Linked DNA regions of Mus musculus: regions 1, 2, 3, 4 and 6 are each linked to region 5. Evidence: chromatin contacts called from public promoter capture Hi-C data. All regions are on one chromosome and are shown on one strand. Each heading gives the region's core, a stretch centred on a gene start, on an enhancer-like site or on the middle of the called end of the contact. The rest is flanking DNA. Distances are from core to core; before and after follow the strand shown. Region 1 holds the start of Il1bos (interleukin 1 beta, opposite strand). Region 2 holds the start of Ap5s1 (adaptor-related protein 5 complex, sigma 1 subunit). Region 3 holds the start of 4930402H24Rik (RIKEN cDNA 4930402H24 gene). Region 4 holds the start of 1700037H04Rik (RIKEN cDNA 1700037H04 gene). Region 5 holds the start of Idh3b (isocitrate dehydrogenase 3 (NAD+) beta). Region 6 overlaps Sirpa (signal-regulatory protein alpha).

Region 1 (4,492 bases), core at 551-3,050, 910 kb after region 5:
CCTGACCCTATGATAAGTCTACACTGATACCTGCATACTGTGTGTGCCCTGACCCACACAAGGAAGTGCGTGTCTCTCCAGAAGCCCCTGCTAACACAGTTGATGGAGAGCACAGAAGCACCATCCAGTTACCAAACTCCAACTGCAAAGCTCCCTCAGCTTAAGCACAAGGAGGCGAGAGAGGTGACACACTTCTGGGTGTGCATCTACGTGCCTACCTTTGTTCCGCACATCCTGACTTAAAATGTACAGCTAACCCAGGAAAACCCAATATTTTTAATATTGACACCATCTGCACAATTGTCCAGGGGGAAATAATGCCCATTTCCACCACGATGACACACTTGCGAATGTGTCACTATCTGCCACCCCTTGACTTCCAGGGATTAGAAATTATTTCAGGGTAGCAATAGCCTCTTCCCCTAAGAATTCCCATCAAGCTTCTCCCCCCTCCCCCACCCTTCAGTTTTGTTGTGAAATCAGTTAACCCAAGGGAAAATTTCACAGCTCTTCACTTCTGCTTTTTAGGACTATAAAACAAGGGAGGGAAAACAAGTTGGACAACAAACCCTGCAGTGGTTCGAGGCCTAATAGGCTCATCTGGGATCCTCTCCAGCCAAGCTTCCTTGTGCAAGTAAGTCTCTCTCTCTCTCTGTCTCTCTCTCTCTCTGTCTCTCTCTATCTCTCTCTCTCTGTCTCTCTCTCTCTGTCTCTGTCTGTCTCTCTCTCTGTCTCTGTCTGTCTATCTCTCTCTCTCTCTGTCTGTCTCTGTCTCTCTCTGTCTGTCTCTCTCTGTCTCTCTGTCTCTCTCTCTGTCTCTCTCTGTCTCTCTCTCTCTCTCTCTTTCCCCCCCCCCCACTGATGGACTTTGGGCTTTTTATTTATAAAAAGTAGCTGTACCTCCATGGTTTGTGAAGTACTCTGGAAATGAGTACTGTCTGTATAGCCGCTGACATCTAAAAGGCAGCTCCTGTCTTGTAGGAAAGCTTCTTTATTAGGGTTTGGCTCTGCTGTTGCTTCCTTCCAGAGCATCTTCCTAATGCTGTTCCCCATGTTGTAGTGACCCCCCACACACCCTAAAATTATTTTCATTGCTACTTCATAACTATAATTTTGCTACTGTTATGAAGTGTAAATATCTGTGTTATCCAATGGTCTTAGGTGACCCCTGTGAAAGGGCCACTTGACTCCAAAAGGGCCACTGTTCTAGACCTATACAACGGCTCCTCCGTTCCTTCATTCCTCAGAGACCAGTTTAGCATGCCTGCCCTGAACTAGAGCTAAGAGAAACACATATGAAGGACGCCCCTCGGGGAGCTAACGCTGGATGCCCACCCACTTTCTTTCTTCACACAGGTGTCTGAAGCAGCTATGGCAACTGTTCCTGAACTCAACTGTGAAATGCCACCTTTTGACAGGTCAGTGGGTACTGGAGAGTGGTCACATATCCAGCACTCTGCTTTCAGGAATGGAGGGCTATCTACTTTCAGAGGCCAGAGAGTCCCCAACTCATCTCCTTCAGTGGCTATCAGAGTTCAAGCAACCTAGCTTAAAGACTGACCTCTTCACTCCCAAGCCCAACCTAGGGACTTAGGTGCTGTCACTACAGGGACTCCTACAGATGCAATGGTAAGAAAAACTTCCACATGGACAGGATAAGAGACTCTTTTGCAAAGTCTGGCTTGGAAGCAAAGGCAGAGAGCTCAGACTTTAGCTAACTCTGCTAGTCTAGAATTTAGGTGTCAGAAGTCAACAGAGAGCAACCAGAGCACCCACTTACCTGGCCCAGAATCTGCTTCTAGACTGTTACTTACGTAGCACTGTAGAACTTCCCAGAAGTCTTTGGGAAGCTTTAAGAGTCATGGTAGGTGTGGTTTTATGAACAATGGAAGTCTGTCTGCTCAGTATTGATAAGGAGCTATCACTTGACCACATCTGTTTTCATTACAGTGATGAGAATGACCTGTTCTTTGAAGTTGACGGACCCCAAAAGATGAAGGTGAGACTCTGAGCTTGGCTCCTAACCTGTGGAGGGACTGTGGCATGGGAAAAAAAAACCCAAACGGGAAGGGATATGGGACTGCCTTGCTCCCAGGCTATTTTGTGATGGGATTATTTTGCCTCTTTCAGTGACATAGATAAGGCAACCCACACACTGACCTGGCTCCCACACAGGTTTCATTTACCACAGCCACACACCAAGGCTTGCTGATGGCAATCATGGTGTTTTATGCTAAGAAGACAGTATGGTCTTCAACATACATTTAGTCCCCCCTTGAGAGAGATGGAGCTTAATCTGACCACTTAAATCGAACTCTGGATCTAGAGAGCATGACCTTCAGAATTAGCATCTCTTCCTTCTCTGCCAAAGAACAGTTTCGCATGTTCCTGGGGAGATTAAGATAATAAGAAATAAGTGATATAAACAAAAAGTTAGTTAGGATTTTTAAAAATAACCTGTGGCCTTAGACAAGACCTTTCATTGCTGTGTGATCATAGACAGTCCCCACTGTGTCCTTTGGGAAACACAGGTCAGAAGATCTCTGAAATGTTGGCGATCTGTCACAACCTTCCATTCTGAAGTGTTTTAAGTGCTGGCCAAGTCCATCCTAGCACAAGGGCACTTTCCAGACTTGCTCTCATGAAGAGCCATGTTGCATCCCAGCTGTCCCTTCCTATGATGACTGAGAACGCTCTAATGCCACATGGCGTCAGTCCAGCCACGTCACTGCCCCACTCAGGAGGCAGCTGTTTCTCTCAGACCTCTTCCCAATCCCTCAACAGTCTCCCCCAGCTACAGAATCTAGTCCTTAGCTTACATGAATGTATTTTAAGACCACTCTAACTAGTTAGTTCAGCCTTGGGTGACGCCTCTCACTTTCCCAGCCAGGCTCTGTCCCCCACTGCCTGCTCCAGAACATGGCTTTCCCTGGGAGCCTCTACTCTGGACAGAAACTTCTCTCCCAATCAACCTTTCCTTTACACTATTGAAATGATCTATCGCTGTCCTTCAAGCTTTGAAACTGTTATCATGCCTCAAGGCAACTGTGTTTAGGCCTTAATGTGGTGTTTCTCCAAAGAACAGAAAAGTGGTGACATATTTTACAAACAAAAGCTATGCTTATAGTGTCTGCTAAATATTCCTATGAGAAAAAGAATGTATGGGAAGCCATTGAGAGCCTGTTGGGTGATCTCCGTTGAATAGAAGACAACATGAACATACTGTCATGAGAAATTAAATAACATGATGTTTGAGCAGCAAGGATACCAAAAGATGAAACGTTTAAGTAGGTCTAATTATACAGTGAGGCAAGGTCTGTACAAGAAAGATAAAGTAGAAATGAGGTTTACTATAGAGAATGCCAGGAAGCCTGTGTCTGGTTGCCATGTACCCCTGGGTAGGCCAATTAAATTCTCTGGGCTCCACATAGACAGGGATTGTGGTTAAGAACTTATCTCCCGGGCCCTTGGTGTTCTCTGGGGTTGATGTAGGAGTCCTCTGGTCTGATGACTTGATGTGCTCACTGCCTGGTTTCTCCACAGGGCTGCTTCCAAACCTTTGACCTGGGCTGTCCTGATGAGAGCATCCAGCTTCAAATCTCGCAGCAGCACATCAACAAGAGCTTCAGGCAGGCAGTATCACTCATTGTGGCTGTGGAGAAGCTGTGGCAGCTACCTGTGTCTTTCCCGTGGACCTTCCAGGATGAGGACATGAGCACCTTCTTTTCCTTCATCTTTGAAGAAGGTACTTAATGAGGACTGAGAGCAGACAGCAGACCTTCGCTCTGGTCCTTCTCAGCCCACCTCTTAGAACTCAACGCCCCTCAAGTGCAAGACCCTTAGTGCTAGACATTCCAACCATTAGAAGAAAATGAGGAAACCTCCAAACAAATCAGTTCTATCTTGAGCTGATTAACTTATAAAAAGGCTTTAATGATGCTTACACTTGCAACTCAACCATTGACTTGCCAAGTACTTTGGCTTATACTAGAGGTTGTGAATCTCACAATTTCCCAGTTAAGCTGGTCTTATTACTGGCATCGTTTCATGCAAGGACCACTACTGCTAGTCCCTAGTGAATGGTTATAACACTGCAGCTTATCTCACGATGCCAAATCCAATGTTCTTGCCCAGCCCACTCCCAGTGTTTTTATACCCCCACTAAAATTAGAATAGAATCTTGACTGCACATGCTTAGGTGTTGCTCAATAAGCCAAATTCTGCTGCTTCACTTCACAGTGCTTGCATTTCTAATTATCTGCCTAAACAACATCTGCTCTTGAACTTTCAGAGCCCATCCTCTGTGACTCATGGGATGATGATGATAACCTGCTGGTGTGTGACGTTCCCATTAGACAACTGCACTACAGGCTCCGAGATGAACAACAAAAAAGCCTCGTGCTGTCGGACCCATATGAGCTGAAAGCTCTCCACCTCAATGGACAGAATATCAACCAACAAGGTAAGTAGGAGCATCTTGGTTTCCCTTTCT
Region 2 (4,265 bases), core at 144-2,643, 930 kb before region 5:
CTATATATATATATATATATATATATATATATATATATATATACACACACACACACATACATACAATTCCCAGAACATATTCCCAGTGCAGTAAATACTAACTACCATGATAATAACATTCTTTCTTTAGCTCCTCTTCATAGTGATACTTTATAAACAATGGAGGACAACTGGGGGAAACATTCAGATTTTTGGTCTTCCTGTTTGCCTGTCCTATTCCAGTGTCCCTTATTACTACCTCTGTGTTCAATGAAGCTTGGAGCTGGGCTGTGTGATTACCTGGCCACTGCCAAAATCTGTTCCTTGCGGAAGAGCCTGTCCCTTTCTGCACCATGTGACCGTGGATCATCGGGTGATTTCTCAGCACCAAAGACACAGGAATAGAGCACTCGGCAAAGGCCTGTATCTTCCAAATTCGGGGCCCTCAGAGTGTGGATGAGGAAAGCGTGGACCATAGCTCCAGGGTGGGTGCTCCAGGAAAGCCAGAGACCTAGATGGTGAAAGTGAATCCCCTGCTAAGGAGGCACCCTAATGAGGGGTGTGGCCTGGGAGTGTGTCCAGAGATTGTGTGGCTAGACAGCGATCACCATCTAGATCTGCCTAGCCTCTGAATAATCTAGTGCCTGCTCTGCATCACAGAACAAGGGCCATCCATAGCTGGACATATCTCCTATGTCGCTAAACCTACTTCTGCAAAACTGTCAGGGAATCTCCAAATGCATACGGGTCATGCGAGTGCAGGAAAAACTGAGAACTAAAAAAAAAAAAATCAGAGACCACAGCTGAATGCCAAGTCTGCTCCCGGAACAAAATAACCCAGCCTCCATACCGGGCTCCATTGAGACAACTTTTAGTATGGAGTGTGAGAGGGGAGTCTTCATCAGTGACACTTGGTTTTGAATGCAGGAACATGTCTTTGTTTTAGGAAACACTCAAGAAAATACCTCTAAAATGCCGCATCTGCAACCGATTCACATCGGCTGGGACAGAGTGAGCGGGGCAAACCTTACCCAAAGGGATCTACCGAGATAACCGAAATCATTTCAAAAAGAAAGACGTGGTGGCACGTACCTGAAATCCCAACCCTCGGGAGGCGGAGGCAAGAGAATCAGGAATTCAAGTCAGCCACAGATACACAGAGAGAGAGCCTGGCCGCTCTGGGCAAAGCGAGAGTGGCAGCCCCCGGTCTCAAGGCTGAGGAGAAACAGTGTTTAGCCACAGCTAAAGCTAAACAGACCAAGAATTCAAAGTTACCCAACAGGAAATTTAGCAAGCCCGCTTCAGGAAGGGAACCTAGATTTGCAGACTTTGACCTCTGGTCACCCTTCTGCCGCCAGCTGAGCGCGTCATTACCCCAGGGCACCACGTCCTCCTCCCACTATCTGCCCCAGTTGCGTCACTGCCTCGCGCGGGCAGCAGCGGCGCGCTGAACTCTGGGGTTTGTAGTTCAGCCATGGGCCTGTGGTCCCGGCGTGGTCCTCGACTTCCCGAGGACGTACACGCTTCTGACCAGCCGATCCCCTCGGCTGCGGGGGCGCCCTGGAGGGCTCATGGCTACGGAAAGCTTCTTTGAAGGCGCTAGAAAGCCCTTGATCAGCTGCGGCCTGGCCACTGCGAGGGCGACCGCCAGGGGGCGCTGAGGACCCCGGCGGCGTGCGCGGAACTGTCCAAGGAAGCCTCCGCTCGGCTGTCCTCAGGCCAAGCTCTGTGCAGTAGTAATGACCGAATTGCAGGAGCAGAAGTCTGCCTGCTGAAACGCAGTCATGAGTTTACATTTGAACCAATGGCCCAAGAGGTGTTTGGGACACACACATTCCTTTAACTCTGAAAGGCATGGGAATTCCTTAGGCTTTCTAAGGCAGGTCTACAGTCACTTGACTAGTGTCTGAGGACAAAAAGAAAGATTTGAGTGGCCCAGGCAGGGGTTCTGAAGAAAGCCCCTCATTAAGGACTGCATCCTGAACCCTCTAGGCCATAAGAACTAGGGCAGTTTCAGGGGACTGGTACTGCATATGCTGCGAGTGTTTCGATCTCAGATGCAATACAAAAGGATGGGTCCAGGCAGAGTGGTGTCTCAATCAGAGAGCTAGGGAGTTATGTTTGCTCCATTCTTGGCAGAAGTTCCTTGTCCCCGGTCCCTATCACTCTGGGCCAGGCCTCATGTCTGCCAGCAGATTGTAGCAAAGAACTGGCAGAGAGGTCTGTGGCAGCTGGGGGGCCACTTGGCATTGAGAGCATGATATCCTGGCCTCTCTTCACTGTTCAGACAGTCCATATCAAGTCCCAAAACCACTGGAAACTACTAATCTTGTGTGGGATGTGGGGAGAAGAATGCACTGAGCCAGTACCCTGGAGGACAGTGGGGGACCCAGGCAGAGGTGGTACAACAGATGACTTCCCTGGTCAGTGCTGGAGGCAGGCAGAACTGGAGGGCTCACCTGATGTGGGTGTGCCCTGGGAGATACTTGCCCTGTGGCCATTGGCCTCTTTTGACCTTTGCTTCAGAGAGTCTGTTGGGTCCCTGGAAACATGCGTGCATGCCACCTCAGACATGGTCAAAAGCAGCCAGCCTAACAGTGTCTACTTCATGTTAGCAATGTGCCTGGCCATCTAGCAAACCCACTGAAGTAATAATTTACTTTGAATTCTTCCTTCTTCCTCTCTCTCTCTCTCTCTCTCTCTCTCTCTCTCTCTCTCTCTCTCTCTCTCTCTCTCTCTTTCTTTCTCTTTTTGAGATCCTCAGAGATCCATCTGCCTGCCTTGAATTTTGAATTTAAAGGGAGCTGAGAGCCAGGCACTACACCTTCAATCCTAGCACTGGAAATGCAGAGGCAGATGGATCTTTGTGAGTTTGACACCAGTTAAGGATACATAGATCCTTCTTAAAAAATAGATAAGGTGGTGGCAAAAGCCTTTAATCCCAGCACTTGAGAGGCAAAGGTAGGCAGATCTCTGTGAGTTTGAAGCCAGCCTGGTCTAAAGAGAGAGTTCCAGAATGGCCAAAGCTACACAGAGAAACCCTGCCTCAACAAACAAAGAATAAAAAAATAAAAATAAATAAACAAATAGGCTAAGAATATAATAGAATCCCTCCCTGGCACTAGAATAACACAAGGCTTGAGTTAGACATGGGTCAGATTTATAATAGGGAAAGAAACTTGGGTGTGGTCTCTCATTTGGCAGATGACTAAGTCACACATCACAGTGCAAAATGGAAAGTCTTTGGATCCTGAGCTCTGCTTCCCACAGCCTGTGCATGGAGGGAAGGGAGGAGGGGAGAACCTGAACAAGATGGTGAAGGGTGGACATGATCTGAGAGAACAGACACGCTGCCGCTGTCACAAGAATGCTTTCCCTGGGAGACCCAAACAAATATTTACTGTTTCTGTGTACAGCATGACAACAATGGAAGATTCCACTAGAGCCTGACTTGGGGAAAGAATGAGTTCCACCAGCCTATTTATCAGCCGAGCGCAGGGGGAGGGGCTGGCTAGTCCAGTAGGCAGTCTATGTAAGTGATCAGTTTCAGGCTGTACACATGCAGCGGAGGAAGCCAGAGTTGCTAGTATTTGCACACACTGTTCAGTTGTTAATACACATGTATACATTGACTCCTCTTGTGCCTGGCCCATATGGGCAATAGCTTTGCTAATTTCTTTCTTTTTTTTTTTTTTTAAAGATTTATTTATTTATTATAAGTACACTGTAGCTGTCTTCAGACACTCCAGAAGAGGGAGTCAGATCTCATTACAGATGGTTGTGAGCCACCATGTGGTTGCTGGGATTTGAACTCTGGACCTTCGGAAGAGCAGTCGGGTGCTCTTACCCACTGAGCCATCTCACCAGCCCAGCTTTGCTAATTTCTTATGAGTCAATTGGCCTTGGAGTCTTTGACAAAATACACATTGGGTCAGGATGCCACTGGCTCAGGGCCCCCTCCACTCCCTGTGGGAATGCTAACAGTCAGCAGGCAGGATTTTGAGGGTCTCCTAAAAAGAGCTGCGGCTGTTCTGTTGAAGATGAAGGCTCTTATACTTGGAGGAGAGCATTCTACAAGTCTGAATGCTTGTAATTATAGCACTTGGAGGTGAAGGCAAGAAGATCAACCTGAGCTACACAAGACGCTCTCTGACATGGAAGTCAGGAGGAAGAGGGAAGCCTCCTACCCATTCCTGAGCTGACCATCATCCTCTGGGTCCTTCTAGCGGGTTCTATGTGGGCAAGTGCAGTAGCCACAGCAGGTGGGAGTTAAAGAGAAGTAACAG
Region 3 (3,997 bases), core at 985-3,484, 560 kb before region 5:
AAAATGGGAACATAAATTGAGGGGGGAGCTGAGTGGGGCTGCAGTGTTATCCAGTTGTACTCTGACATTACGGGTTAAGTAAGGGAGTACCCCTTGGAGACTGGGCTGTATCCAGGGCACCTGGCTTCAAGGTTCTTAATTCATTTTCCTAGACGTTAGGTCTGGAGCTCAGAGTGGTAAGAGGACAAAGGAGTGGGTCAGCTGCGTGTAGTTAATTAGGGCATAACAGACAACTGGTTATGTGTTTTTCCAACTTATGCACCTTGGTTCAGATAACAGCGATTTCTATATTCTATATTCAGTTAAGAGACAATTAAGAAGACATTTGGAGAGAAGTGGGGTGCGTGTGTGTTCCTAAGCCTGGGAACATGAACTTGTTACACCTGGCCAATAAGATCAGTTTTCAATCAGTTTTGCAGACACAGCTTTTTTTTTTCCAGGAATTCTCATTTACACTATTTCTCTCCAATAGCACATGAAAAAATGACCATAAGGAAACTACAGCCTCATATCCAGTAAGATGACTACGATCCAAAGATAGATATTAAATGTTTGGAAACGCGTGGAACAATTGGGACTCTCTCACCTAGGTAATGTGAATATAAATGGTGCAGCTTTTTTGGAAAACAAAAAGATGCCTCAAATTATTAAACACAGACTTTCAGTATAATCAAGCAGTACACTTCTAGGAGTATACTACATATACAGGAGAATTAAAAACATGTCTACACAAAAACTTTCGGTATTTGGTCATATTGGCATTAAGCTAAGGCACAGAAAGTGTGGAAAAAAGCTTCTATATTCATTAACTGATAAATGAATACAAAAGATGTGATATCTGCATACCACGACATTGGCCAAGCAACCAAAGGCACACAATTTTGTTCTGTGCTACAAATTGTAGTAGCCTTCCATCTGGACATGATGATGCAGGCCTGTAATCTCAGAATTTAGGAGGTTGAAGCAAGAGTTCAAGGGTTCAAGTTCAGGGGTTCAAGGTCAGCCTAGGCTACATAAAACATACCAAATGGAGGAGGAAGGAAGAAGGTGAATATCACATTTGCTTGTAGAGAAAAGATGTATTCTCAAAGCTGATTAACAGAGCTGGAGATGTATATAATGACTGGGTGCGTAAAAGCTCGAGGTGTTTCAATAAATTGACTGTTTAGCAATTTACAGTCTCCTGGCTGTTAACAGTGGTCTACAGAACAAAGCAGCTAAGAAAGGCTCTTTCATTCGGAAGCCTGGTCATTGCGCTGCTGATTGGGCTGCTGTCAATGATTAGCTGGGTTTCAGAAGCTGTTGATAACTGGCTGATTTGGAAGCCCCTGAAGAGAGGCTGTCTCTGATTGGCTGATTTTCAGATACTGTGTTGGTTACCTCTAAACAATGGTTACACATTCACGAGTTGGGTCTGAAGGCAAAATTTTATTTTCCTTTAAGTATAAAAATAAGCATTTTAGTTCCTTCTCTTTTTCAAACCTGCAAGAGATACCTTGGGGATTGTTAAAATCTTTATGAGTGGAAGAAGGATTTTTTTCAGCCAGTACTATTTATAAATAATTCAAAGGCTGATCATTGTAGCAGGGAAACTAGTCTTGTGGTGTTATAATTTACCATGAAAAGATGAATTTAGGACACGTAGGACATCTTGACAAGGTCGATATGTGATGCTAAAGTAGACCTTGTATATAGTAAGCAACTCTCCACTTTATGCAGGAAGGAACTTGGGCTCTGAGATTTTTTCTGGCCCACCGACCCACAGCTGGAAACAATTCTATCCAGACTCTGAACTGCAAAGGCAGGCGTCTCCTGGGATACTGTGAGCACACTGATGCCAGTGCTCTCAACAGGCCGCATCGCTAAGGGGCCGAACGTTCCAAGGATGGATAGGCAACTGATGTGAAACAGATAACTGTAGCCAGGCAGCGGTCCAGGACACCTAGAGATAAAGCCAAATACAGACCAGAAGAAGCCTAGCCCGGCCCTCGCGGGAGCGAGACCCCGCCCCGGGCGCGTCCGCGAGCGTGGCTGTAGCTCCCGCAGAACCCTCACCGCACTGAGAGACCTTAGGGCCCGGAGGTGTGGTGTCCCGGAGCCTGCGCCTGGCGGCCCGCACCCCAAGTCCGTCTGGCTCCTCCGCAGCACGGTGCGGCGCTGGGCCGGACTCACACTGACGCCCCCGCTGCGCGCGCTCCCGCCCCGCCCCCGCGTGCCCGCGCGCGCCGACCCCGCCCCCTTGGCGCACCCTCGCTCCGCCCTGCCGCTGGCCCGCAGCGGTGCCGGCCCCAGCGACCCTCCGCGGCCCCCAGGTCCTACGCCGCCAGCCTCCATGGACTCGTTCGACCCCCAGCAGCTGGGGCTGTCCCCCGCGCGCTTCGCTGGCACCTTTGGCAGTGGGGCGGCCTCCGTCAGGTATGCCGCGTCGAGACAGCCGAGGGTGGCCCGGGATGCGCCTTGGGGCGGCTACGCCTCGGGCGGCAGGGCGTGGTCTGATATGGCTTCCTTGCGGAGGATTGTTTCAAACGGCTCTGAGAAGAACGTTTGCCCAGGGACAGGCGGCCTTCTGGAGGGACCCTGCTATGTCTGTAGCTCGACAACCCACTGCGGTTTCCGGGAAGACCCCATTGTGACATCCCCACCCCATGGACCGGTTTTCCCTTAAACCTTCCCCACCGACAGCCCACCGCTAGAGGCCCTGTGTTCACGCGAGTGGAGCTCCCGAAACTGCCGCGTAAACCCCTTTGCTCCTAGGTGTCCAGACCCTTTGCCCCAGACTGCCGCTCGATTATAGAGTTTCCAGTCCCCTGCGTGTACAGGGAACTCCGCTCACCTGTCCCTGGCCACTGCATCCAACCCCTTTCCCTTGGGGAGCACCTGTTTCAGGGGCTTGAAGGTCATTGGGGGCGCAGGAAGAAAAAGGAAACTGGATGGAGAGGGAAAAGGAGGCTCGGAACCCCCCAGAGCGGCTGACACTAGGTTCGTGATAAGGAGTGCGGGTGGACTGGAAGGGGAGTTGATATTAGGGAGTGCTGCCCTGCCCTTTTCCATACAGAAGATCTGTTTCCAATTTCTGCTCTCTGTCTTTGGGGCTGACCTTGATAGCCGTCCGGGCTTTGTTTGTGAAGGAGCTAGTATGCGGCTGCCAGAGAAACGCGGAGGTTGGAGTGGTGGAGGTGTTGCAGTAGGAGCCTATAAGAAAGGGAAGGGAGGAGTCATTGGGGTTTGGGTACTGCTAACCTGTCATTAAACCAGAAGAGGCCTTTTTTGTTTGCTTACTTGCAGCCATTTGGCAAAGCAATATGCTATTGTTCCCTTGAGTGGGGGTTGTCAACTAATATTAGAATAGCTTATCCTATTTTCTGTCTTTTTTTTTTTTTTTAATTGAGACCGGGTCTCACTGTAGACCAGGCTGACCTTGAACCCGAAAAGATCCACCTGCCTCTGCCTCCTGAATGCTGAGTCTGTGCCACCGTGTCTGGCCGGCTTTTTCTGTGTTCTTGATTGAGTGTTGTATTGTGTTCTCTCTCTCTCTCTCTCTCTCTCTCCTCTCTCATGTCTGTCTCTCTCTTCTCTCTCTCTCTGTCTGTGTGTGTGTGTTTCTTTCTAGTATTGAGGGTCAAATCCCAATACATTGCTTTTGCTGGACAAGTGCTATAGCACATCTAGCCTTGTGTTTTGTAGAGTTTTGTTGTCTTTTATCAAAACTATGAAGAATGAAAATGACTTTTTTTTTCCTAAGACAGAGACTCACTTTGTAGGCCTGACTGGTTTTGAACTCACAGATCCACTTGCTTCTCAGTGCTGGGATTAAAGATATGAGCCACTTTGCTTGGCTTCTTTTTTATTTTTAAATTGTGTCTGTGTTTGTGTGTGTAGATGCATGTATTGTGTGTGTGTATGTGTTTTATGTGTGTGTATTGTGTGTGTATATATGTAGTGTGTATGTATATGTGAGAGAGAGAGACTCACTGTGCTTGCCACTGGGAGTATGAAG
Region 4 (4,154 bases), core at 396-2,895, 880 kb before region 5:
AGATGCTTAGTCTAGGAACATGAGGAGTATTGGCAAGATCAAGAAACCACAGTTCTTTTTGTGTGGTGGTCTCACAGTAAGCTAGGGGTGTCTTGCTTTGGGAGTCTGTTAGCACATTAACTTACCTATCGTACATATTCAGAAAGTATGTTAAAAGGAGTTGACAATTAGAAAATTGCCTCAGACAGTAAACTGTTAGCGATTATTCTGCTTTCGATAGAGCTCACCAAGAGATGGGTTTCAAGTGAAAAGCAGCAAAAGGGAAACAGGAATCCTGAAACTGAAAATCAACACACACCTAGGCAGTAAAATAAACGCGAGAAATAGGAATCAGAGGGGACTATGGTAAACTGACGTTCCAGAAAGGCAGGGACCGCTACCCCCAAAGCCCTTGGTTCTTGTTTTGAATGTAAATGTGAGAATGTGTTGTTAGATCTGATATTTCAAAAGAAGACTGGAAATGAGAATCCTTTGTGAAGAAGTAGGATGAGGGGCAAGAAGATGGGAAGAAAAGTATTTATAAAAGTCTCCGGGGGCTATACATCTGCAGGCTGCTTTTGCCTGGCGTGGTGGCCTTCAGGATACTTTGGAGGCACTGTCTGCTGACTTGGAAAAGAACAGATATGGAACACACCACGGGGCTTCTGGAAAGGTGGGAGTAGGGGTTGAGTAGGCTGGGATTAGAATGAAAAGTTCTCAATGTCCGCTCTGGAGGACAGAATTTTCTCAACAGTAGGGAGCGCACGTACCATCCAAAACAACGATAAAAAGTTTGAGAAGCCCTGCTGAAGACAGCAGGGAAGCACTGGGCCCTCTGAAGTAACGCTATGAAAACAATAGCACAGAAAGACTATTTGTTACCAGCGTGCGAACACAAGATCCGAGTCAGGTTAACAGCCATAAGGACACGGAAGAGTCGGACCTTGAGGACTCTTACAGGCAGCGACCACATTCTATCGGAAAAACAAGCAAGCTCTCAGCGGTCCAAGGCCTGTCTCCGCTAGTTAAGTTGGAAGGATCGGGAACCTGTGTGTTCTGACTGCTCTTTCGGCACTTTAAACCTCTTGTCCTAATCAGTGTATATAAGGATAGAGATAGTCGCACACGGACAGGTGGGCCTGTGGCAAAAATCCACAAGCCTTAGTAAGTGCTCTACGAAGACGCCCACACCCTGTCGGGTGGGTCGAGACGCATCCCGCTGCCATGGCGACCGCCTCCTTGGAGACCAGGAGCAGAAGCTCCTGTCCCCGGGGGCGCCCGCGTACGCTCCCTTCCCCCCTTCCTACGCCGCGTGCCTTCTTTGTTCTAATGCTTATTTGGAATAGGGAATGGGTGGGAAAGGAAGACCGAAATCCAGACTCAGTCCAGTAGGAAAGGTGACTGCTTAACTCCTAGACAAAACTGCCGCGGATCGGAAACCTCATGGGGAAGGTCGCTCTGGTCGGTTTCCAGCAGCGGTTCCAACATAGCTCCCATCCCGCTTCATCACCCAAGCTCGTGCCGCTGGGGTGACGTCGACTCGTGGGGCTCAGCCTCCGCGCACACGTGATGTGGAATCTCGTCGTTAATTGGTGGATCTCAGAGACAGCTCATTGGTCTGAAGTGCCCTAGCCCCGCCCCTCAACGCCCCTCAAGCCAATGAAGGAGGAGAGGGCGTGGCGCGAGGCTGATGCGGCGCGGGGCTCTTCCTCGCGCTCTCCAGCCCGTTCTGCTGCTGCTACCGCCGCCTCCGCGGTCGTTTCTGACCGCCTGGCCGCGGGGCTCGCCTGCAAGGTGAGATGGGCCCTCCGGGCTCCGTCTAGTTCACCAGAGACGGCTCCTGGGTCTGAGATCCTCAGCTGTGCTGGAGCTGGAGGCTTTGCTTTCTAGCCTGAGGAACTCTGTAGAAGCGGGATGGGGTGGGGGATGTGGGGTCCTGGGTACAAATGACGGTTAGCGGGCAGGGTACAAGTGACACCTGAGGGTGGGGGCGTAAATGTGGCTGACGTCCCGTTCCTACCTGGTCCTCGTGGCTCTATGTGACCTTGGAAGAGTAGCCTCTGAGCCTCCGGTGCCCGGGCACGATCATGAGGAGGATGTTGATGTTGGGAGTGTCGGCTCCAGAGACTCCTGCGTCAGCCTGGCGAGCTCAGAGAGCGCAGGGCATTATCTCAGATGGACAGATCCGCGGCCTTGCTCTTGGTGTGGGTACGTCTGAGGCCCGTTCTGCTGCTCTTGTCCCCTGAGAAAACAATAACACTGAGGTGGGGCGTGCCACACCCACAGGGATGGCGGTAGGAAAGGCCAGAGGGCCAGAGCCAGAGCCTCTCCAGTGTCTCACAGAAATGGTTGGATTTAGGTTCTGGACCAGTGCTCCTGTTAGTGAACAGGGCTCGGTTGGACAGCTTGAGTCTTTCCTCTTTAATCTTGGTGGTGGGATGTGAAGGTAGGGCATTGCTTTGCACTGGGGTGGGGTGGGGTGGGCTGGGTGGGTGGTGGGTGGGTGGGTGGGGGGTAGGAGCAGCTTTCACCCGTGTCTCTGCTTCTTGGGTGAAAGAGTCAATCTAGAGGCCAGATGAATCCAAGCAGCCTCCTTTGATGTCAGAGGGGGATGTGGGAAGTGAATGCTAGGCAGAGGAGAACCACACAGGTTGGTAGACAGGAGGGACTAACACCCTTTTCACAGGTCAACCCTTCCCTCCACTGTTTGTGAGAGTAAACACCTATTACCGTCCTTGCATCCCTGGCTTTGGGGAAGGGGGCTCCAAAGATAGGTCAAGGCTGAGGAGATGAAAGATTGCTTCCACATGCGACCTCCATGTAGCACTCCCTGTCTGAGACTTCAGTGGGTGTTCTTTGAGCTTTAAGGGGAGGTTGGATAAGTGCTTCTGCTGGGCTGATGATTGAGCTGTGACTGGGTCCCTGGATGGGTGTAGGGGAGGTGGTAGGAAGAATTGAAGGTTGTTTACTGCTCTGACATAGAAAGGGCTTTTATGGGGTTGGGAATGGTGGTTGAAGAATGATTCAGAGAGGAGACGGTAAAAGGTTTGGGGCTGTGCTCCCAGCCACACAGCACAACGCAAGCTGAAATTGGCTCTGTGATACCTTGGGGCTTAAAGGCTGCCTCTGGGAAGAGGTAGGTAATCAGAAGGGAGAGAGAGTGTCACAATGCAAGAGTTCCGTTTTGCCATGGGTAGATCACCTTTGCCTCTTAGCTTGGAGCTTGAGTGCTAGAACAGGGCAGCCTGGACTGGACAATGAAAAAGGCCTTATGACACCGAAGACCCTGGATTTTTCCATAACCACCACCTGTTTACCCACATGCTAGCTCTTTGGGAAGGTAGCTTCAGAGCTTTCCCCGCCCACATTTTAGTCACTCCAATTTCCCTAAGAGCATCTGAAATACCAAGAAGCCCTCAGTGTGCCCCCGCCTGAAGCTGTCCAGGATCTCACCTGACTTATGTATATTTGTTTTTTACTTACTAATTATTTGGAGATATTGTCTCAGGTGGCCCAGACTGTCCTTACAATCACTCTGTAGCCAAGGATGACTTGAACTCTGATCCTCCGGCTTCTACTAACCAAGTCTGCCTGCTGCCATACCCAGTTTTCTCTCCTCTCACTCCTGATTTGTCGACAGCCATCTAAGGGCAGGGGCATCATCTTCTTTGCCAGATGAGGGGCCTAAAGTAGAAAAGGCACCACAGCAGCCTCCTCCATAGTCTTCCCAGAGCCTGGTGCCCTGGAGTGAGGAAAGGAAGAAGGGCAGGGGAGGGGCCTCCTTCATCTCTTAGCTAGTTTCTGAGAAGCTGAACTCTCCGAGGACTCCTCCAAGAGTGACCAGAAGTGCCTTTCTTCCGGTGAAATTGCCTTTGCTCTAGGAACCAAGTCCCCAGAGCTCTGTTTTTGTGGTGGTTAAGGGTTGAGGAGGGAGAGTAGAGGGTGCTGGCATTTTCACAGAGTCCTAGGCACAGCCACACAGGCCCAGAGAAGAGCAGGCAGGCCACTGCTTACTCTATTGGAGAAGTGAAATGGCTTGTCCTCACAGCCAATGGGGCATGTGTGTGTGGGGGGGTCTAGTCTGAATTTGATTGGCTACTGTCCCCCCATCCCCAGGGTGGGGAGGGGTCTGTGTGGTTTAGGTGACAGTGGGAACTTGGCTAGCACAGGTGCAG
Region 5 (3,987 bases), core at 222-2,721:
CCTGATGGTCCTGCTCAGATACCTGATGTGCCTTGAGTGAAAATGGCCAGTTTGAACTGGAGAGAGAGAGAGAGAGAGAGAGCCCAGCTGCTTCCTGATCTTGCTGCCGTCCCTTCCCCTCTGTGGTGACTGGGGTCTCCTGGAGCCATGAGCTAAAGTAAATCTGTTCTTTCGAAAGCTGCTTTTGTCTGTGTTTTGTCCCAACAATGATAAAAGTAATTGATACAAGTCCATTAGGCAGGCATGGGGTACACGCCTTTAATCCTAGCACTTAGAAAGCAAAGAGGCAGGTGGATCTCTCTGAGTTCCAGGTCAGCCTGGTCTACATAGGAAGTTATAGGTCAACCAGGGATATAAAGAGAGATCCTGTCTCAACAAAACATACATGCCTGTTCTGATACACTTTCCGTGTAGCACTCAATAAATTATATGAGATACTCAACATTCTATTATAAAATAGACACTGGGTTTAGCAATCTAATGGAGTTTTGAGAGGAGATGATATAGAGGACCCGCCCCCCATCCAGGATCCCTGGGGACATAACTAAGCAGCTAAATCAATGTCAGTAACTCTTTATTTCCAGAAGTAGTGGGAGAGAAACTATCAGCTATCATGATGAATGAGTTTTCTGTTTACTGCATGAGAACAAATTCATGAGTGAAACACACACAGATCTATAATCAAACTATTGAAAACACACCATTTCACCTGTAATACATACATGGCTAGAGGTGCCCTGCAGGATAGTTATAATCTTCATCATATGTACAAAGGAGAATGTACAGGGATATACACAGCAATGTTGCTGAGAAGAGCCCAAATCAGATTTCATACTAGGTATCTGCCTATTTAAGAAAGGATTAAGCAATTTAGTAAATTTAAATTATAGCATACTATACAGTGGAGCAAAAGAATTAGCTTTTATTTTTCAGCTTCTTTTTTTTTTTTTCCAGGATGTGGTGGTGCACACCTTTAATTCCAGCACTTGGGAGGTGGAGGCAGGCGGGTCTATGAGTTTGAGGCCAGCCTGGTCTACAGAGCTACCTCATCAACTCCAAGTTAGTTTTCTTATCATAACCAGTTTTCTTTGTAATCTGAATTATTTTACCTATTTAAAAGAATTCTAAGTGACTAACAGTGAGTACTAGTTAAGAGAATAACGCATAACAGAACATTCAAACATTCACAAATTCCCAAGACTTCTCAACTTATTGTTAAACTCACATCCTTGTTCAATACTTGGCCATATATATTTGGATGTTGTTTTGAATTTTCAAGAGAAATTAAATCTGACGAGTGAAAACAAAGCAAACAGACAAACTGGTTGTGTGTCCTGTGACCCTACATTACCAAACAGAAGGAGAGAACTCAAGTGAATCCGTACACACCGCCGATTGGTACGGGAGAAAGAACCGCCAAGCTCGCCAGGGCTGACAGGAAGTCCAGCTCCCACGACCGCGCTCGCTTCCGGCGTCACTTCCCCCGCGACTTCCTCGGCCGAACATGGCAGCGCTGAGCAATGTCCGCTGGCTGACCCGAGTGAGGCCCGGGACGACCTGAGCGGAGGGTGGGCGGGAGAACAGAGGGTTTGTCCGCGGTTTCCAAAAGAAGGCAAGGTCATCGCGGTGTAAGGGGCCGCGGTGTCCCCGATCTGACCTTGTGTCTGTCGCAGGCGGTGCTCGCCGCTCGGAACTCCGGGGCATGGAGAGGTCTCGGAACATCTACGGCTCACGCCGCTTCCCAGAGCCAGGTACGCTTGAGTCCAGCTTCGTTCTCGCCCATCCTTGTCGCCTCCTTGCCGCTCCCCTGGGTTTCCCCTCCCCACCTCTTTCCCTCTGACTCCCACTTCTGCCCCTGCTCCATCTCTGCTGGCCCCACTCACAGGCACAAGATGTGAGGGTGGAGGGTGCCTTTCCTGTGACCATGCTGCCTGGAGACGGCGTGGGGCCAGAGCTCATGCATGCTGTCAAGGAAGTGTTCAAGGTGAATAGCCCGGGGCGGGGGATGGGTGGCGGATCAGGCTACAGGGATGGATGGGTTGTTGGAAAGTTCAGACCTGACCCAGCCCTGTGCTTGGACTTATCCCTGAAGGCTGCTGCTGTCCCTGTGGAATTTAAGGAGCATCATCTGAGCGAGGTGCAGAATATGGCTTCTGAGGAGAAGCTGGAGCAGGTGCTGAGTTCCATGAAGGAGAACAAAGTTGCCATCATTGGTTTGTATGGCACTCTGTCATTTAAGAGCAGTGTTCATAAAGCCCCTCTCTCTGCAGTGTGTATATATCAGTTTTCCAGACTGGCCTCTACTGACATTTAGGAATTTGTTTCTTCTCAGTGGCAAACCAGGAGTTAGTGATGTCAGGAAGGGGTTGGGACCTGCTGAGGCTGTGTCACCGGGGTCAGACCCTGTTAGTTGTGTCTGCGTGCCCATTCTTTTTTGGTTTGTTCATTTATTGTTTGTTGTTGTTGTTGTTGTTGTTGTTAGTTTTTCCAGGTAGGGTTTCTCTGTGTAGCCCCGGCTGTTCTGGAACTCTCTGTAGACCAGGCTGGACTCGAACTCACAGAGATCTGCCTGCCTCTGCCTCTCTGCTCTCTGCCTCTGCCTCCCAAGGGCTGAGATTAAAGGCACGGCCACCCTAACCCAGTGTGCGCTGATCATTCTAACCACTCCATTTCTTCTCTTGTGCTGTTTTATTCCCCATATTGGATTTTTAAAAATTTATTTATTTATTTATTTATTTAGCTTGTAGGTTTCCTCCTATAGACCCACTTTCTTGGACAGCCTCACTTGCAGGGCCAGCTTTTGCAGAGGAAAGTCAGTTCTTTATAATCTGGCCCCTGATGTTCCTGTTTTCCTTTCTACAATTTGTTCTGTGCGTTGCTCACAATCCGCTGTCCTAATTGTCCTGTATATGTCACTGTGTCACCTATCAGGATCTCCACTCACTTGTGGCATTAGTTTCCTATGACTGCCATTGGATGCTACTGAAAATAACATATATAATTCAGTTCCTGAAGCTACAGTCCCTCTAAGTTCCTTGGGGCAAGTTTGATCCTCACCAGCAAAATACCCAATTTCCTTTTCTTGTTTTTTCTTTGTGCACAACTACTATCAAATGGCAATCAACCAACAACCCCTCTCTGCTTCTCAGGACCCTAACATTTCTATACCCTCTTGAAAAGCTCCCACAATTCTAAATGTTACATAATCACAAAAACTACCTGATCCCAGGCAAAACCACACCCGGCATGAGGCAAATCTTAGTCAACTGCTGTGAAGAGTCTGAAGCAGACCTGTATCCCACACCTGGGAATAAAACAAAAACATAGTCTCATAACATTTCAGTGGATTTTTTTATAAAGAAACCAAAATTCTCACTATAAAATCCTCATTTATAGTTTCTCCCTGCCGCCTCCCCCCCCCCCCCCCCAAATAAAGTCATGTTTATGGTTTCTTGGTGTAAGCTCATGGGCCTATCATTTGGGGCCTATCACTGGTCAACTCACTGAAGGTACTTAACCAGGAACTAACTACAGTAAGTACCAGCTTTTCTGTAACATTTCATATGACCAGAGGGCTTCCTCTTCTGTGTTCCTAAGCTTAGTTCCTGTCATCCCTACAGAACTTATGTTGTCTTTCTCGTTGAGGGCAGGAGTTTGTGGTTTTGACTGATACCCTGTTGCCTTACATACATAGTCAGTTTTCAGTAAGTAGTAGCTGAGATAATGCAGTCACTAGACACCCTTGCTTTTCAGCTTGGCATTAAACCAGGTTCTTTGATTTAAAAAAAAAAATAGCTCTTAGGTCATTTAGGAATTTCAACATAATGTCTAAAATTAAAGCATTATGCTCAGTTCATCTAATTTTCACCACATTATTCTCCTTTGCCTCTTGCCACTAGAAATAAAAGGGTTGAGGGGTTTGGGAGTGGAAGATGGGAGTCTAGGTTGTATGAAGTCAGTGGGGAGACTGGACACTAGTCTAACATT
Region 6 (4,491 bases), core at 1,152-3,651, 660 kb after region 5:
AATGAGCTGGGCCCTCCCCCATCAATCACTAATTAAGAAAACGCCCCACAAGCTTGCTTACAGCCCAATCTTAATGAGGTATTTTCTCAATTGAGGTTCCCTCCTCTCAGATGACTTTAGCTTGTGTCAAGCTGGCACGAAACTATTCAGGACAAAGTCCTTACTACTTTTTCTCTCTGTCAACGTATATGTATCCTTTAAGACTTAACGATGTGTTTCCTCCCTGGAAGGCTTCACCAGCAGTGTTGGGTTGGTGTGGCTGCTTCTCTATGGCAACCTCACATCTTCTTGCATATCTTCCTCTCTGCTTTCTGTTCCTCCTTGCCACAATGCCTTAGCACATAGGCACAGGCACCCAACCTTGAAGCTAGCGCCTGTCAAACAGCCCCAAGGCCTCTGCACAGAGAACTCTCCCTTCAGATCTTTGAAGTCCTATTTTAACACTTTTCTTTGGAGACAGGGTCTCACTTTGTAGCCTGGGTTGGCCTTGAACTCACAGAGATCCACTCGCCTCTGCCTCCCAAGTGCTGGGATTAAAAGCATATACCACGGTGCTCGGCTGAAACCCTATTTTAAACAGCCTTATCTGAACCTTCACAGAACTCCCAAACTCTGTTCTCAGGAGGTCATTCCTGTCTTTCAGAGCAGTATTCCACACCGTAAGCATTTGTCTGTTCTGCTTTAAAATTGGCACCACCATTACTCACGAGGGATCCAGACGAGCGTGGGATACATCCTGGATTCTTCTCTTCCTTATACAAGCACCACAAGGCTAACCGGCCATCTCCAAAAGCTACATCAGACTCTGCTATTTGGTTATCTTATCGTGCTGGTCCCAGGTCCTCAGGCTGTGAAAGGTCTTGGTTTCTCTGCCTCCATTTCTTACATTTATAATGGATAAGTGAAAACCAGGGGTGTTGGCTCATCCCCATAATCCCAATACTCAGGAGGCTGACTCAGGGTTTCAAGTTTAAGGCCTGCCTGGGCTTTGAGACTCCCACTTCAAAACAAAACAACAGGAGAAGGAGGAAGAGAAGAAAAAGAAAAGGGGGAGGAGGAGAGGCACCAGCAGAAGCAGTTATTGCTCTGTACAGAAACCTCACCGTATACAGTGCAGTCCACTTCCACACTTCCACATCCTGTCTGGTGAGGTTCTGCACAGCCCTTCCCTGCCCCCTCTAGGCTTTCTTCCCTGTGCTCCAGCGAATGCAGCCTTACCAATGCTCCTCCCTCAAGCCCTTGGCATTAGCTATTCCTTGTCTAGTGTACTCTGCCCAGTAACCCCACACGGAAGCTCTCATCCACTGCTGCCTGCGTAGGGAGCACTCCCTAATCGCCCCTGGGCTCTGGTCATTTTGTCTTTTTTCCTAGCTCTTGCTCCACATCGATTATTAAGCTTCTAGCTTGCATGGCAAGCTGCCTCCCAAGGGACAACAAAACCCTAGCACCTTGTCCTGGGCTAGCCTATGGCTTACAACTCCCTCCGTAAATACTTGACGAATGAATGGTTGAGTGTTTTCTCACTGGGTTTCCCTAGTGCCACTCAAGTCTGGCTCCGAGCTGAGCTCAATCCAAAACAAATAAACAGCTGGGGTAGTCCTGGTATTCTGAGAATAAATGCAGTGAACTTGTCACAGTTAAACAATAGCCGTCCACATGAACCCCAGTGCCCAATAAAAGAGCAGACAACGCTCTCGTGTGGGCGGGGATAACTGTTCTGTCAGAAGGCTGGGCCCATGGCCAGCCAGCAGCCTGCAGGGTCCTTTGAGTTCAAAGGCACAGGATCCCCATCACCCTCTCTGAGGTGCTAGGCCCGTGTCCTACACCAGCACCAATGTCTTTCAGAAAGTATTTGATCTCATGCTGGGCTAGAGCCACCGCTGCCCAGGAAACCACCATTAAAGCTTGCTCCCCACCATCACTTTGGTCTAGAGACATGAAAGAAGCTAGTGATTTAGCTCCCTGGGTAGACTAACACTGGAATGATATGAAAGGGCAGAAAATGTCCTGCTTCTCTGGAGGAAGGACCAGGTGGCGGGAGGCAGCGGAGCATCAATGGAGAAATGCCGGTGTCGGTACCAGAAATCCTGCACAGACCTGGGCCATCTTAGCACCATACTGATACCTCAGATCCTGGCTGCCCCGACCACAGGAAGGGGAGCTGTGATAATCTCCTGGGGCAGGGGCTCCCAAAGGATGCCATGGAGTCTGGATCGCAGGCTCAGGTTGGGTTTGTGTGTGAACAGCCCCGAGGCTTCAGCTACTCACAAGTCTGGGAAGCCCTTGTCCTTCCAGGATATGAAGATGGTAGGATAGCAAGAGAAACTCACGCTCACCAGTGGGATGACATGAGTAAAGGGGCAGATGGGCGTGGGACACAGTAAGTGCTCACTAAACAGAAGCTGTGACTGCTGCTGTCATCTCATGGTGTCACTGTCTGCCAGAACTGACTATCTAACAAAGTAAGGCAAGTGAGAACAACAGAAAAACCAGACAGCGACCCCTCCCACAGGGAAGGAGTTCCAGGGACTCAGAGCTCGCAGGCGCTGCAGAGCTGAGGGATGTAACCACTCAGTCATTCTTTCATTCGCCTTTATAGAAAATTTACCCCATCCCAGGGATGCCACTCAAAGCACTAGCTGCTGGCTGTGAGCAGGAGGGACACAGTCCCTGTGCTCAAGAGATGTGGTTGAGAAAACACAGACAGGCCCAGAGCTGCTTCAGGCATACCAGGATGTCCGGACAGAGCATCAGAGGCTCACGGGAGGCCTGAGAGTACTGGCATCCCTGAGGAAGATTAGGTGAAAGAAAGATGCCAACTCCAGAGGAGTCGTTTGCAGAACCCACTGTGTCCCCAGAGCCTATACAACCCTGGGATGGCACGTGTGTGGAAGAGGCAATGTGAGTGGGCTAGGAGGAAAGCTGGAGCCCATATGTGGCAGGATGGAGGAAAGGCCTGTTTGAGGTCTCGGGGCTGGCCAGAACTAACAGTGTGTTCACAGGGGATAGGCCCAAGGCCTTTGGACTTGACCTTGAAGGCCCACAGAAAGCAACAGAAGGTCTCTGAGCAGATGAGAGAGACAAGTTTTGCTCCTAGAAAAGACTGGGCCAGGTGAAGGAATGTAGCAAGCAGAGTGAGGGTGAGAGAACAGGATTCCTGGGGGAGTGGGAGCGGGGTGGGGCGGGGGCAAGAGCCGGGGACAGTACAGTGATGTGCGTGTTCAGGGGTGGAGGCTGTGAGGTTGGACAGGGTCGTTCAGGAGGCTGCCAGGGAGACCAAAACAGGAGCCAGGTTCATCCCAAGGGGATTGTGCACTCTCTTGTTGGGCAGACATGGGCAGGTGAAGCTTCCCAGAGCCCCTGAAGGTAGGTGAGATACTCCTGCTATGTGCAACCACAGTTTCTACTACTGATGGTCCTCCAACCAGGACACAGACTCCTCCCTGTCCCCAAACATGAGTTGTCCTTGACACTACAACCAGTTCATCAGCAAGTCATCTTTAAAGTATAGCTAGAGTCTGACCACTTCTTAGCTCACATTCCCCTTGGCTCAAGCCTTCACCATCTGCTTAGAGCAGTCCAGTCATCCCTCACTGGCCCTTCTGGCTCCACCTCATCTGTTGCCCAGCTTCTACACATGGAGAAGGCGATACTTATAAAATAAAAGCTAGATCACATCTTTCCATGGAACCACGCGAGTTCTACAGTCGCAAGCTCTATACCACTGGCTTCTGCTGCTCCAGATCCGCAGTTCAATTCTTAACTCCAGAAGGAGGAGGGAGGGAGGGAGGGAGGGGGAAGGGACAGAGAGAGGGAGGATGATGGAGGAAGGACAGAAAGATCTGCCCAGCTCATGAGGACACAGCTTCACCTGAACTGATATGAAGCCATCTACAGTTTTATATTTCACGCTGGCACCTTCACACAACAGACTCTGGGATGCTGTCCTACTCTTCCGGGGAGCACCAGGACCCATCTTACAAGCCAGAAAAGCCTTTCTCCAAAACAGGTGAAGCTCACATGACTGCATGAGCTTCTTCGTTTCTTGCCTTCCTGTGCCCAGTCAGTTGGGCCTCCCAACCTCAGGTGTGGTTCTACCTGTTCTCTTGTCCAAGCATGCTAGGCCTGTGTGAGAGCCCCGAGCTTCAGGTCCCTGCTCACATGTCTCTTCAGAGGCTATGGTTTCCTCTGCCTAAGCTCCTCATACGTGGCCACTCACCCCTGCTGTGTCACAGCCACCTTACTCTGGATGGCTGTGCTTCCACTCTCACTTCCTGCATCCCTCCCCAAGGCCCAGCCCACCGGGGTTGCACCCTAGCTCCTAGAGCGGAGTTCTGCCACAGACCCCCTTGAACATAAACAACCACACTAAGGTGTCCTGTGAGGTCACCACCTGAGCCCCTGATCAGGCTGTGACCTCCAATGGTCTTTATCACCACCCTTGCAGATCACTCAGCCTACACCCTACTGATGTGCTTGGCAGAAGGAAGG

What was found. Promoter capture Hi-C pulls out the DNA fragments that hold promoters and counts their contacts.
Region 1: a promoter capture Hi-C map of liver shows a contact between it and region 5, with 4 times the contacts expected there. The contact joins the promoter of Il1bos here to the promoter of Idh3b in region 5. A contact is called at or near these places in 5 of 39 promoter capture datasets (the HPC-7 cell line, hippocampal neurons, liver and 1 more).
Region 2: a contact with region 5 is called in a promoter capture Hi-C map of liver, with 3 times the contacts expected there. The contact joins the promoter of Ap5s1 here to the promoter of Idh3b in region 5. A contact is called at or near these places in 4 of 39 promoter capture datasets (the C10 cell line, cranial neural crest, liver and 1 more) and 1 of 115 datasets of contacts at active chromatin or transcription factors (memory CD8 T cells).
Region 3: a promoter capture Hi-C map of pre-B cells shows a contact between it and region 5, with 7 times the contacts expected there. The contact joins the promoter of 4930402H24Rik here to the promoter of Idh3b in region 5. A contact is called at or near these places in 6 of 39 promoter capture datasets (the C10 cell line, erythroid cells, hippocampal neurons and 3 more), 2 of 484 Hi-C or Micro-C datasets (CD4 T cells and pre-B cells) and 4 of 115 datasets of contacts at active chromatin or transcription factors (embryonic stem cells, extraembryonic endoderm stem cells, memory CD8 T cells and 1 more).
Region 4: a promoter capture Hi-C map of pre-B cells shows a contact between it and region 5, with 4 times the contacts expected there. The contact joins the promoter of 1700037H04Rik here to the promoter of Idh3b in region 5. A contact is called at or near these places in 1 of 39 promoter capture datasets (pre-B cells) and 1 of 115 datasets of contacts at active chromatin or transcription factors (memory CD8 T cells).
Region 6: a contact with region 5 is called in a promoter capture Hi-C map of hippocampal neurons, with 2.8 times the contacts expected there. The contact joins the enhancer-like site here to the promoter of Idh3b in region 5. A contact is called at or near these places in 5 of 39 promoter capture datasets (cranial neural crest, hippocampal neurons, liver and 1 more), 1 of 115 datasets of contacts at active chromatin or transcription factors (astrocytes) and 1 of 9 other capture datasets (liver).

The regions. Positions count from the first base shown.
Region 1 is chr2:129,367,210-129,371,701 of GRCm38.p6, reverse strand. It overlaps Il1bos (interleukin 1 beta, opposite strand), which reads right to left and starts at 1,800. Exons shown (of 3, transcript NR_015474.1): 1 at 1,781-1,800. Il1b (interleukin 1 beta) reads left to right here and starts at 563. Exons shown (of 7, transcript NM_008361.4): 1 at 563-634; 2 at 1,357-1,418; 3 at 1,951-1,999; 4 at 3,544-3,745; 5 at 4,292-4,462. The coding sequence starts at 1,372.
Region 2 is chr2:131,207,488-131,211,752 of GRCm38.p6, reverse strand. It overlaps Ap5s1 (adaptor-related protein 5 complex, sigma 1 subunit), which reads right to left and starts at 1,393. Exons shown (of 3, transcript NM_001291031.1): 1 at 1,072-1,393; 2 at 280-490. The coding sequence starts at 455.
Region 3 is chr2:130,838,382-130,842,378 of GRCm38.p6, reverse strand. 4930402H24Rik (RIKEN cDNA 4930402H24 gene) reads left to right here and starts at 2,234. Exons shown (of 37, transcript NM_029432.2): 1 at 2,234-2,415. The coding sequence starts at 2,333.
Region 4 is chr2:131,157,572-131,161,725 of GRCm38.p6, reverse strand. It overlaps 1700037H04Rik (RIKEN cDNA 1700037H04 gene), which reads left to right and starts at 1,645. Exons shown (of 6, transcript NM_026091.3): 1 at 1,645-1,773. It overlaps Gm14232 (a long non-coding RNA gene), which reads right to left. Exons shown (of 3, transcript XR_003954063.1): 2 at 2,000-2,221.
Region 5 is chr2:130,281,935-130,285,921 of GRCm38.p6, reverse strand. It overlaps Idh3b (isocitrate dehydrogenase 3 (NAD+) beta), which reads left to right and starts at 1,471. Exons shown (of 12, transcript NM_130884.4): 1 at 1,471-1,540; 2 at 1,674-1,751; 3 at 1,886-1,984; 4 at 2,093-2,213. The coding sequence starts at 1,505.
Region 6 is chr2:129,621,896-129,626,386 of GRCm38.p6, reverse strand. All of the region lies in intron 7 of Sirpa (signal-regulatory protein alpha), which reads right to left. Among named protein-coding and RNA genes, the nearest start is that of Sirpa, 31 kb to the right of the region's middle. Within about 2 kb of position 2,401, at least 31 of the 459 cell types and tissues checked have an H3K27ac peak or open chromatin away from gene starts, as enhancers often do. A contact at or near this core is called in hippocampal neurons, where this site is marked.